2 separate regions of the Mus musculus genome follow, and region 1 is linked to region 2. Evidence: chromatin contacts called from public promoter capture Hi-C data. All regions are on one chromosome and are shown on one strand. Each heading gives the region's core, a stretch centred on a gene start, on an enhancer-like site or on the middle of the called end of the contact. The rest is flanking DNA. Distances are from core to core; before and after follow the strand shown. Region 1 holds the start of Sh3d19 (SH3 domain protein D19). Region 2 has its middle 12 kb from the start of Gm31096.

The links. Promoter capture Hi-C pulls out the DNA fragments that hold promoters and counts their contacts.
Region 1: a promoter capture Hi-C map of hippocampal neurons shows a contact between it and region 2, with 2.4 times the contacts expected there. The contact joins the promoter of Sh3d19 here to the enhancer-like site in region 2. A contact is called at or near these places in 5 of 39 promoter capture datasets (the 3T3-L1 cell line, the C10 cell line, hippocampal neurons and 1 more), 2 of 115 datasets of contacts at active chromatin or transcription factors (astrocytes and embryonic forebrain) and 1 of 9 other capture datasets (embryonic stem cells).

Annotation. Positions count from the first base shown.
Region 1 is chr3:85,969,242-85,975,465 of GRCm38.p6, reverse strand. Sh3d19 (SH3 domain protein D19) reads right to left here and starts at 4,348. Exons shown (of 22, transcript NM_001082414.3): 1 at 4,042-4,348.
Region 2 is chr3:85,130,702-85,137,558 of GRCm38.p6, reverse strand. No RefSeq gene overlaps it. Among named protein-coding and RNA genes, the nearest start is that of Gm31096, 12 kb to the right of the region's middle. Within about 2 kb of position 4,143, at least 12 of the 459 cell types and tissues checked have an H3K27ac peak or open chromatin away from gene starts, as enhancers often do. A contact at or near this core is called in hippocampal neurons, where this site is marked.

The DNA.
Region 1 (6,224 bases), core at 3,099-5,598, 840 kb before region 2:
AGAATTGGTCACTCCGGCTTTTCCTTCCCCTGGCCTCCAGATGATACACTTCACCGGCACCAACCGGGGTAACACGGTGATGCCAACACACTAGACTTAGCAGTATGGATGGATGAAGAATTCTTGGCCAAAGACAAAGAAGTCAAGAACAGTTGACTGTCTGGGCTGGCCCACGTAAATCAATCACAGAATCTCTTAAGCAGCCAAGAAACCCAGAATGAAGTATAAACTCCAGTGGATCTCTCCGTGCGCATCTCAGTGTTTTTCAACTGATCTGTTCAAAAAGACCCAAAAGCATCAAAATATCTGGGAGCATGTTAAGAATATTCTCAGATCTCAACCTGTGAGATGGCTCAGCGGACAAAGGTGACCAGTGGCCTGAGCTTCATCCCTACGGCCCACATGGCGGAAGAAGAGAAGACTCCAGCAAGCTGTCCTCTGGCACGAATACAAAATAAACAAGTTGTGATTAAAAAAAAAAAAAAAGAGTATTTTCAGACCTTATCCCAAAACCGATGGGGATCAGAGATTTGAGAGGGCAGCCGGCAATCTGTGTCTGTACAACCCCTGTACAGCAATTCTGGTACACAAAGGAAACGTTTAAGAAAGCTGGGTTCACATACTCACATCTTGTCTGCCCTGCCTGAGAGTGACATTTAATGGGTCAGTAAGATGCTCCAAGAGTTCAGATGTGTCTGGCTTTTACATTTTAACTGTCAAGTGAGGCAATCAGAATTTTGTATCACACCATCAACAATGAATCTCTCAAGCTGCCGGGTTCACACCTCCGGCATCAGTGCCCAGCAGGACCTGGCAGTGCTGTCCTCTCTGCTCCCCTGGCTCCTCACAAATGCATGTCAATTGCGTGACAGCCCCATTTTCAAATGGTTTTCTCTTCCTCCTCATCTTCTGCATCCTTTTGCTTGCTCTCTTTCTCTTTTAAGCTCCCCCTCCCCACCCCATCCCTGGTAGGCTATAACTTTTTCTATGCGGTTCTCTTTATCACTAAGAGCAAAACAGAAACACAAAGAAGTAATGGGTGAGGGAGGGGGTTGAAATAGAATTTAAAAAAAACCAATTTGATCAATATGAGGAAAAAGTCCATTTGGTGCCCTTGGTGATATCTTTGAACCTTAAAAATAAATTAAAACAACAACAAACCAGGCCTGGAAAGAACTTATGTTTGGCATGGGTAGGGCCCTGGGGTCAACCTCTAGCATGCATGTTCCCTGCCTCCACAAACAAGCAAAACCTGAGTAAACTTACAGATACATATTATGAAGGTAAGAACTGAATCAACTAGCCTCCTCTCTTACGTGTAAGATGAAATGATTACTAAAACACATTTGTTTTCTAAGGATTCCCTGCACAAAACAAAAGAAAACAAAAAGCATGATGTTTAAAAAAAGAACGCTGGTGCCCATACTCCTGTAATCCAGCTCTTAGGGGGTGAGGCAGACCGGGCTACAGAGCATGACCTTGAGAGAAAGGCGGCAATCAGGATGAGTCTACCTAAATCAAGGTACAAACTTCAACAGTATTGCATAGGAATGTGTGTGTATAGTAAATTGTAAAGACAAAACAGGAAATAGGCCGGGCATGGTGGCACACGCCTTTAATCCCAGTACTCGGGAGGCCGAAGCAGGTGGATCTCTGAGTTCAGAAAGGCCAGCCTGGTCTACAAAGTGAGTTCCAGGACAGCCAGGGCCACACAGAGAAACCCTGTCTTGAACCCCCCCCCGCCCCCCCCAAAAAAAAACAGAAAACAATCTCAAAAACAGCTTTTTAATAGTAAGTGGGTAAGCACTTGCCTAGTACACACAATGGCCTGAGTTCAGTCCCTAGAAATACACACACACACACACACACACACACACACACTCACTCAGGAAAAGTTTTTAATGGTTAACTATGCAGAGGGAAGGGACAATGTCTGGGAGGGATAGAGAATGATGTCATTCCAAGGACCTGATATATTCTTTTTCTTACTCAGCCATAATGTTAGAAGAGCCTTTGCTTTATAATTTATTGTATGTATATTACAAAAATAGATAAACTTACGCAAACATGTAATTTAGCAGGGCGAGAAAGTTCATTGGCTGTTTCAAGTCTACAAGCCCCGGGGTTATGGTGTGTATCAGGCCATGCGAGATTAAAGAAAAAGAAAGCCTTTAACTTGAGGGAGGGAGGAGGAAACACAAAGAACAGGCAAAGCCATTTACCATGAGGAAGAAAGCAGAGGGACTGGGGGACATCAGGCCTCTGGGTGAGCTCCCACTCTCTTTTGGAAGAAGACAACTACTGCAGTTAATGCCCAAGCTTGGTAAGGAATGCAACAAGGGGTTGGAAAACACGCTAATACATTAGGCGGGAGGGAAGCACCACTTGTCGACTATTAAATAATTTATCCCCAAGACGATAAAATCTAAAATTACAAGTCTGACCCTCTCACACGCAGCATGCACTTGCTGACCCCTCGCCCCTTCATGAAGGAAGCCATGTTAAGGGTAAGAGAGCTGAAAACACTTATTTCTGGGTGCAGACGCTACCAAATCTCGGCAAACTATTATCACAGAGCCTAGACTAGGCCTTGTCTTCAGACATTATGGAACTAGTAAAAAGTTACAAAAGTAACATTTGTGCTGGCCTTGGGGGGAAAAACACACTGAAGAACCGTTGAACCTGTATCTGGGTCATATTTAGTTTAAATTCCGACACTGCTCTCCATGGTGCAGTCCTCTGTAAGAGGGAGACTTTCTTCTAAAAGGTACCAAGAATCCAAGGTACTTATGCACTTTTAAAATCTGTAAGCAACCAAGGCACAACTTTGCAAACTTTTTCATGGTACTGAATTATTTACGCAGCAGTTAAGTGTTGTTTCAGTTAGGCTTACATTGAACAAAACTACCGATTATTATCACTTGGTGTTCATGGTAACAGTCAAGTGTCTTACTCTAAAAAAGGCCCCGTGGCAGGCAGGCAGGCAGGCATAAAGTTAATTTTAAGCTTCCGGAATGTCTTACTCGGAATACGCTTACCGACTTTTTTTTTTTTTTTTTTTTTTTGCTTTTATCCCATTTTCTGCCCTCCAATTCCACAGACCCAACTTTCTCCTGGTGGTCACACAGAGGAGCCTCTCCATGTTCCCTTTCTAAGAAGGCTCCAGTCTGGTGCCTGGATTTCCCATGACTCTTCCCAATCCCTTCACCTCTTTATGCATCTTCTAGGTTAATTCTTCCATCCAGTTTCAGATAACTGTGGTTAACCAGCTGGCCTAATAATTTCCTCTCCATTACGGTTACATTGAAAACCCACCCCAGGTAAAGGGAAGGAGGGTGGATCTACATTTAATTTTATACTTATGCACCAAGCTATTTGATTCGTGCTTCGTTGGTGTGTCCCAAAACAAGATCTTAAAGGTAACTAACTATAGGCCCCCAAATGACCTCCATCCAAAAGAATTCCCTTCTCCAATACTACATTGGGCACTCCCGGTTTACAACGGGGAGGGCAGTTGCAACAAATTAACTCTCCAGCAGAAAATCAGCGCTGTGGGGGAGGGAAGGAAGGGACTAGAGGTCCGAAGTTCACCGGCTGCTGAAACAAGACTTGATTCAGCATGGGCACGTGGTCTGACCAGGTTGGGGTGGCCCAGGCGAAACCGTAGGGATGGGTCGTGGTCCAGAGAGAGATAGACGTAGGGCATGGCCTCTGACTCACCTACAGATAAGTAATCACCCAGCCACAAGTACCAGCCGCCTTGGATTTAGTTTCCACGGAAATTTTGGAGTTTCGGCTCCAGGGCCACTAACAGGTAAAAGAGACCAATCTGAATTCTCTCAAAAAGGAGAAAAGGAGGCTAAGGATAGAAAGGCCACTGTCCCGCCCTCTCGCCATCAGGAGTTAAAGGTGTCAGTCCCCTCCAGGCAGCATCGAGAGCAGCTGCCGAGCTGGGCAGGGCATGAGTGGGCGCGGAGAACCCGGTCCTAGATGCTCCCAACCCCCCGTGCGCCCCTGGTCCCCGCGTCCCCCGCGTCTCACCTGCAGCCGAGTGGCCCGGGAGCGCGCGGCTCCGGGCGCGGCGCGGGCCCCCAAGCTCGCGGCGCTCTCGCAGCTCTTCCTCCTCGTCCTCCCGCCGCCGGCCCTCAGCCATGGGCGAGGCGCCGCCGCGCAGCCCAGGGACGGCGGGCGAGCTGCGGGCAGCGGATGGCCCTCGCCAGCGCGCTCGGCGGGGAAGGAGGGCTCCACCTGCAGCGCGGAGCTGGGGCGCGGGCTGGGCCGAGCTCCCCGCCTTCTGGGCACGCACCGGCGGCCTGCAGCTCCTCGGCAGCTCGCTTCCCGTCCGGTTCCCTTCCCCGCCCCACAGAGGTCCAGCCTGGGATCGGGCGGGCTCCCGACCGGCCTCGCCTCCTCGGGGAGGGGTTTCGGGCTGCTGAGGCCGCCCTCCAGCCGCACAAGCTGGAAACACCCCCACAACCCAAACAGACGTGCACAAAATAAATAAAGGGGTTGGGGAGTTGAGAGAGAGAGACAAGGAGGCTTGGCCTCTTCCTGCCCTTTCACAATATTCCAGAGTCAACAGGAAACCCATTCGCTTGACACTTAAACAAAAGGGGGAGGAACCGGTTCCTAGGCGAGTCTTGGAGAGATGCACAAACTGGGAGAGGCTGAACTTCACTTGGGGCACACCACCTAGAGTTGAGTCTAGACTCTAAGAGATCTCTGTCTCTCTGTCTCTGTCTCTCCTCTGTCTCTCTGTCTCTGTCTCTCTCTCTCTCTCACACACACACACACACACACACGTCTTAATTTGGCCTGAAACTCCTGATCATTCTGCCTCTTAAGTGGTGGAATTACAGTAGTATGCTACCATATCCGCCCCCCCCCCTTATATCACCCCTTAAAAAGTACCTCATTAGGGAATAGGTTTTTTGGTATTACTGTTTTCCTTTTTTGGTAGTCAAAGTACTCTGTGATACATGTCATAAATTAGTTCAAAGGCACAGAGTGTGCAACAGCAAGGATGAGCCCCATGTACGCTATGAACTTTGTGGGCGATAAAGATGCGCCTGGAGCAGGATTAAGTTTATTAGTTGTAACAAATGTGCCCCGATATGGAGGATGGTGGTGAGGAGGGAAGCTATGCATAAGGGGGTCAGGGAGAGCATTTGTACTTTCATTTCAGCTTTACCGAGAACACAATACTGGTCTAAACAGTACAGTCTAATTTCTTTTAAATACTAGGTAGGACTTGAGGTTGGGGGAGGGGGGTAGAACAGTTCCCCAGTTTGGGTGAAGCTTATCTCTGGCACTGTAAAAAATAAATACATAAACAAATGAATAAAGCCTCCCAGTATTCAGTTAATTGAGGGTTAGGAGAAGGCCACCATCCCTAGAAGTTCAGGGAGAAATGTGTTAAAGGAGTTCCATACCCAATGATTTGTAGAGAGGTGATTTGGCCAAGTGGTAGGAGAGCTGGCTCTGAAGTCAGAGGCTGTAATTTGAGGCACTTAACTGCGGGACCTACCCCCTGCACACTGCTCCAAAGCTGGAAAGAGCAATGTAACAAAAGTCATTGTACATACCTATCACACACAGCTAAAGTTCTGTAGGTGCACATACATAATTTCACACCGAGGGACAGATTCTGGAATGTCACAAAAAGATACTGAAACAGCAGGCAAGAATGCTCCCTTAGGAAAGGGCTGTGTGGGATGAACAGGCCTTTATCTGCAGCCTCTGGCTCTTGTTCTGAGAGCTTGTGAGAGCCCCCAGTGTTCGCAGTGCTGGAAGAAGAAAGGAAGAGAGAGGTCACTGAGGCAGAGGCGTTGCCACTGTTGCTTTACCTCCTCAGTGGTAACTGTTGCTGCCTGAGAAAAACTATTTCTGTTTTTAGGCAGATAAGAACAAAATTCAATTTTAAGAAATTGAGGTCAGATCCACAAGTTAAAACACCACTTCCGCATAAGCAGTTAAATAAGTGAACTCTTGGATCGCTCAGAATTAAAACGGGGAGAAAGAATTCTGACCTCAAAGGGTTGTCCTAAGTGTTGGGGATCACTTTACGTGGAAGTGTGTCTATCGCTGGCCTTCAGGAATGAGGAATAATTTGGAGGTCCCTCTCTGACAGCAGCATGCCTATTGGGGCCAACCTGCAGTTACCCACACCCTTAGTTTGGACTCCCTGAAAAACGTGCTGGATCGCCCACGCAATCAGAGTTGGG
Region 2 (6,857 bases), core at 2,894-5,393:
GCCAATGATAGAGAAGTGTGCTCGCTGGACAAAATGCCTGAGAGCATTTCCCTTCCCTTATGTAGAAGGCTTAAAACCCCAGTGACATCGGTAGCTATACTCTTGGCCATGGCTCCCAGTCTTAAATGACCCGTTGAATGGATTATTGTCTGATGCCAGATAGAGAAGCAATAACATTCTTGCTATAACTTGGAGCTGCAGAGTCCCCTCAATGTTAAAGACTTAGTCATGGCTTGACACTATTGGAGGATGGTAGAGGCATTAAACAGTGGAGCCTGGTAGAAGATCTTCTAATACCTGGTTGTGTGCCTTTGAAGGGGAACAGTGAGACTTCACGTCTTCACTTGCTCAGTTCCTGGCTATAAGGTAAGCTGCTTGGCTCACACACATTCCCAACAAGTCTTTCCTCACTATTGGCCTGAAAGAAATGAGGAAACTGACCATGGACTGAAATCTCTAAATGTCTGAGCTGTAGTAAACCTTCCATCTTTATAAAGTTGATTGTCTCAGGATGTTCATCAACTTACAGTAACATAGAACTGACTAACACAATCCAACTTCCTATTAAGGATCACATCCAATGATCAAAACATGTAAGGAGACAGTTCTGAAGATGTCTTAGGAACAGTTTCAGGATCTGTTCTCTGCATATTAGTAATAAATGCAAGGTGGTGCTTATAGTGACCGCCTCTTTCAAAAGGAGCCTGAGAGCTCTGCACAACCAAATAACTTTGGGGCTTTTCAGCCTGATCTATGGCCTTGAGTTTTCATACCTTCGATATATTTATTGATTGAAGATTTATTTTTACTTATTTGGGTATTAAGGGGTATATATACTTGAACATGCATAGGGGCTAGAAAACAGTGTGAGATCTCTAGAAGTTGGAATTATAGGTGTTTGTGGCATGTTATATAGGTGCTCCAAACCCTGTGTTATGATTGTGTAGCAAGCACTCATAAACACTGAACTATCTTTCTAGATCCTACCTTCATTTTAGATATAGACAAGAGACAAGGAGGACTGCTCCATCTGACAAGCCTACATGAACTGTCCTGATATGTCTCTAAGAGAAAAATGGAGCCTCCATTGTAGTACCCTCTGCCCCTGGGTTCTTCTTAGCAATTCCTTGTAGCCTCCCTGAACCTTGAAGCAGGCTGATCCAGACTTTGACCTTGCTGCCACTAAGAAGGAGATTACCTAGGGTAGAGCCTTCTGACCTTGATGGCTCTATTTGCACTTCTCCAAGACTCTGCTTCCTGCTGAAAGGTCCTTGAGATGTTCCGGAGACACACCCTGTAGATCGCCTATGGGCTGGCTCCAGGCACCAAGAATGGGCTGGCAGAGGATGGGCCTACCCTCTTTATAAGCGCGGACTCTTCAGAGGCTTTGAACAGAAAGGTTTGTCTTGGCCTCGTTCTTTTCTTGCCATCTGATCTTTTTCAGTGTCACTGAGACAAAGAAGCTTCTGGGGGTGGGGACCGAATGTCTCTTTCCCAGAGTGACAGCATCAAGACATGGAGCTTTGTAGGTTAATTAGATCATCATTGTAGGACCCTTGTCTGACAGAATTAGTGTCATAAAAGAAGAGGCATCACAGAGTTAATTTCTGCCTCAACCCTTGCTTCCTCTAGAGGACACAGTGAGAAGGCAGTCACCTGTATGTCAGGACAATCCTCACAAGGAACCGAGTCCTCCAAACCTACCAGCACCTTGATCCTGGACTTCCCAACCTCTTGAATTGTGAGGAAATTACTTCTTGTATTTTAAGGGAACTCAGTCTATGGTATTATGTTATATGTCACCTAAAAAGACCTATACAGGAATAGAAAAACATGAAGAAAGGCAGATGACCATCATGCATCAACATGTCCTGTCTCCTCAGGAGATGGCAAAGTTCTGGTATCTCCTTCATGAGGCACATCTTCAGGAAAGACCTGTCATAGCTACAGACAGATGTAGCCACCTTTGTTTGGGGACCTAAAGAGCTCTGGTAATTCTACCTGCTGTGCATAGTCTGTAGAACCAGGTCCACCTCCTCCCTCAGCTGACTGTGAAATCTTTCCTTTGACCTGGCTAATAGGTTTGGAGAAAGAATGCCCGCTGAGATGGGTGAGCCTCATCTTTGATACTTCCCATGCTTCTTCTAGTCTATGAGGACTTTCCTCTGAACGATTCAGCCGAGACTGTAACTGGTTGGCTGGTGTCTTGACAAGGTCATGGATGTCTTCAGATCTTAGGGATCAGGAGCTCAATTTCGTGAACTCATTGAGGTTCTAGGTGATTGGTTCAAACTAATCAAACTCACGAGACACTGGCAGCTGACGAACACGTTTTTTTCTAAAGTATAAAGTATTTTTGAAAAGCCAAATTACTGGCTCCAGGCAAGGTCACAGAGCAGGGCATGGGTGGATTTTTTAATGGCTGGTGTCATCAAGCTGTAACAATTCTCTGCCCTGCTGAGTGGCACCCACCAAATGTGCCAGAGGACCCCTGGAGCCCGTGAAGACAGCCACCCATTCAGACAGAACCAGAGATGACTCTTCAACACAGACTTCTCATTTTTATTTTTAATACCTCAGGTTGAGCACAGACTCATTTCTATCATAAATCAGATGCTGTTTCCATGATTACTATTTACCTTAGATTAAATTGTGTTCAGATGAGGTCTTTGTGGTGAGTCTGGGGAGACTCTCTAAGCTTATCTGTCCTCTATTTTAAGTTGTCTCTGCAGCAGATGGCTGACACCATCCATGAGATATTAAGGCTTTGAGGCTTCAACTTCAGATGGTGCCATTTCCCAACCCTGCCTGCGTTCCACCCTCCTGGGTCACAGTGTTGAAACAGTGAAAAGTTTAATGAATCAGATTGACAGGAAAGAGACCAGTGGATGAAGATTTTCGCTGGGATTGGAGCTGACTGAGCTTACTTCACTGTGCTGTAGCTTCCAACTGGGATCTAGAAGCTCCCACGGGTCAGGACAAGTTGCTGATGGGTCTTATAGGAATATTGTTAGGGTGCCCATTTCCCACCTCAGCAGCCGCATCTACCTTGTCAGCCACTTTCTACTGTGGCAGAGAGGAGACTAAAGCAAACACACAGGTGAAGTAAGAAACCCCGCCCATTTCCTGAAGCTAAACAACAGCTACCTTCCTAGAACAGCCAATGTGTAAAAGCCCTGGGTAGATCAATAAGAGTTTTAGCTTCTGTAGGGGAGTGACCCTACTCTGGTTTCATGGACAGATGAAACCCACCTGTCTATCCCTTGCTCAAAGATTAAGCAATTACCATGTTTCCCCATTTTCTTTTTCTCTTTTTTCAAACTAGTGTTCATAGCTCCTCCCACCCCAACAATCAAATGACCTCAGCTAGGAGTTCTAGGTGGCTTACAGGAGGCCAAGTTTTAGTGGACCAGGAAGGTACCAGTTTGACTAGCTAACATCCAAAGTAAGGGTAAGATATAGGTAGAGAAGTTTATAAAAAGGAAACAGTCTAAGGACCAGATACAAGTAAGGAGTCTGTAAGAATGATCTAGAATGAGAGGGCTTATGGGAAAAGACTTGAAGTACTCAAGTTCAACCTAATATAACTCATAACACAATCAGATCCCCAGAAATGAGCATCATTAAGGGAACTGAAAGCTCTGTCATGATAGCCCTGTTCTGGCTTATTCCAGGAAAAGGTGGACATCTAGGAGTCCAAATACCTGGACTGGCACTCAGCACTAATCCTACTCCTTTGGTAGTTGCTCAGCAACCCACTCTGCTGAGCCTGCACAGCTTGCTTACAGAGATGTTAAACACCCATGCTTTCGCCATTCTGGTATTGAATGAGAGCCAAAGCGATTTCTTTCTCACCCCAGTCATCCCTGCCTCTAAAAGCCTGTCTATTCTCTGAAAGTTTAAACAGATTGAAGGATTTCTGCTCTACCATAGCTTGGAGAAAAACTCAATATTTGTTATTCTCAGATCTTAATGCCTGCTCGTGGTGACTTTCGTGTTGCTCTTTGAAACGACCATGGTGTTTTAATAATACAACATTCTTCCCGGTATTGTTGAAATAGCACATTATTCAGTGTATCCAATTGCAATGCTTTTTCCCTGCTCTTGTAGTGTGTTACAGCTGTGTACCCTTCTGCAGAAGTATGTATAATTGGAGGAGGAATTTTCCAGCCAGCCATTGAAGGCGTTTGGAGTCCAAATGTGAGGTGATGTGCCACTCTGCTCGTGGGACTGCATTAGAGGGCTGAAAGAGCCTTCCTCGGGGGTAAATACAGGTTTGGCCCAGTGAGCCCAGGGGCTCCCACCCTCCCACCTTGCCTACCCCAGTTAGCCTTACCCCATCTCTGCTGTCTGACTTCCATGTCCAACCTCTTCTTACTCAGATGTGTTGCCACACGAGACCTCGTTTGATGATGGAGTCACATTCTTCCTGAAATTTCTCCATCCTTGGAGCTTGATTCCTCAGGCCAGGACATGTTTACTACTGCATTTAACTGGATTTGTCCTTCCCTAAAACTGAACACATGCCAACCAGTGATCAACGGGTCATTTTGCTTCTGACCCAAACTGGCAGGGGCTTAATTTTTTAGTTAAAACACTAACTTTTATAGAGACATTTTGGGTTTAGCACACATGCAAGTTAAAGAGAGTTTCCCATACCCCACAGCCACAAAACATACCCAGCTTTCCCCAGTATCAGCACCTCCCACTAGTATTGTATAGAGGCTCCAACCTACACTCACAAGCATTCTGACCTAAGGTTCATAGTTTACATTAAATTCACTCTTGGTCCATGGTGTGATTTGGATACATGTATAATAAACTGCGTCTACTATCATATTACATAGTTCCACTGTCCCCAGACACTCTCTTCATTCATTTTTTTTTAATTATGGAATTTAAAACTGCTGTTCTCACATGAAAATTAGAACTTCCAGAATATATTGGCAGTTCCCCAGCTTGATGGAGGTTATTCCTATCAGAGATCACATTTCTAGCACAGGTCACCATAAGCCCCAGTGCTCCCTACTGCTGACTTCCTGGGCTTCTCTGGGTCATTATGTCTGTTGATCCTGGTAGGTATTGAGACTGTGACTCCTGTCTTCAAAGCTGAGTGAGGTAGAATCCTGAGAACCCTGACCCCAGAGTCCCTTTTATCTGAGATACACACTTAGAGAATCTTCTACCCTTGAGAGCAGACGAGACCTGTGAACACAAGAGTCTTTTTCTGATTTATGGCATATGTCATCAAGGTTCCAAATCAGTGGACACTGAGTTAATTAAAGGTGACTTTTTTTTTTCTGGGTGAGCCTGACCTAAGCAGAGGGCCATTCGAGAGAAGTAGCAGCAACGGCAGATGCTCCATGCTGGGTGGAAAAAGTAAGCTGTCTGCTCTGCCAGGGCCATTTGCTAGGACCTAGGGGCACTTCTAAGAGAGGGATTCCAGGCTGAGGGCCGATAAGAAAGTAGAAGCCACAGTCCAGCTCTCAGAGGTTGCATAGCCTGTTCCTGCTGCCAAAACAAACTATCCTGTCAAAGAACAAAATTCCAGATAATTTCATTGAGAGGACTGACTGTTACTAGAAATTCACAACTGGGCAGCATCGTATCCCTTGAGGCGAGCCGAGGAAACCGGATATGGAAACTGGAAACTTTCCTGAGTTTTAAAGTTTTGGTTTGATTTTTAAGTACACTTAACATAAATGACTCCATTATGGTTTGGTCTGATCTATTGGGATTGGGGGCAAGAGCTCAACCCACAAACAATGGGTGCCCATACATTTAAATGACAACTTATACTGAGTAATGTGTAAATAGAAATTTCTTGTTCAGAGATTTCTGGAGACTGGGAAGTTTAAGATCTACAAATTCAGTGTCTAGTGAGGGCCTAAGGGAGCCTGTTTACATTTTCCATCATAAGAGGACTTAACGATAGCTACCCTCTGTGGACCACACAGGGAGCCTTCACCAGACATTCAATCTGCTGGCCCCTTGATCTTGGACTTGCCACCTTCCAGTATGGAGAAATTGTAAGTCCCATATTTTGTTACAGCAGCCAGAACTAAGACACAATGCTGCCTCAAATGAAAGAAAGAGAGAAATTGCATACTCAAATGTCTCAGATAGATAGATAGATAGATAGATAGATAGATAGATAGATAGTGTACTGGCTAGTTTTGTGTCAACTTGACACAGCTGGAGTTATCACAGAGCAAGGAATTTCAGTTGAGGAAATGCCTCCATGAGATACAACTGTAAGGCATTTCCTCAATTAGTGATCAAGGGGGAAGGGCCCCTTGTGGGTGGGACCATCTCTGGGCTGGTAGTCTTGGTTCTATAGGAGAGCAGGATGAGCAAGCCAGGGGAAGCAAGCCAGTAAAGAACATCCCTCCATGGCCTCTGCATCAGCTCCTGCTTCCTGACCTGTTTGAGTTCCAGTCCTAACTTCCTTGGTGATAAACAGCAGTATGGAATTGTAAGCTGAATAAACCCTTTCCTCCCCAACTTGCTTCTTGGTCATGATGTTTGTGCAGGAATAGAAACCCTGACTAAGACAGATAGATAGATAGATAATTGAACCCAATAATAATTAAAAAAAAACAAAAAAAGAAAATATCTAATAAAAAAATAAAAAGCAAAAAAGATAGATAATTGATAGGTGTGTAGATGTATAGATGATAGATAGATAGATAGATAGATAGATAGATAGATAGATAGATAGATGAATGATAGGTGTGTAGATTTATAGATGATAGATAGATAATAGATAGTTGATAGATGTGTAGATGTATAGATGATAGATAGATAGATAGTGGATAGATAGATAGATAGATAGATAGATAGATAGATAGATAGAT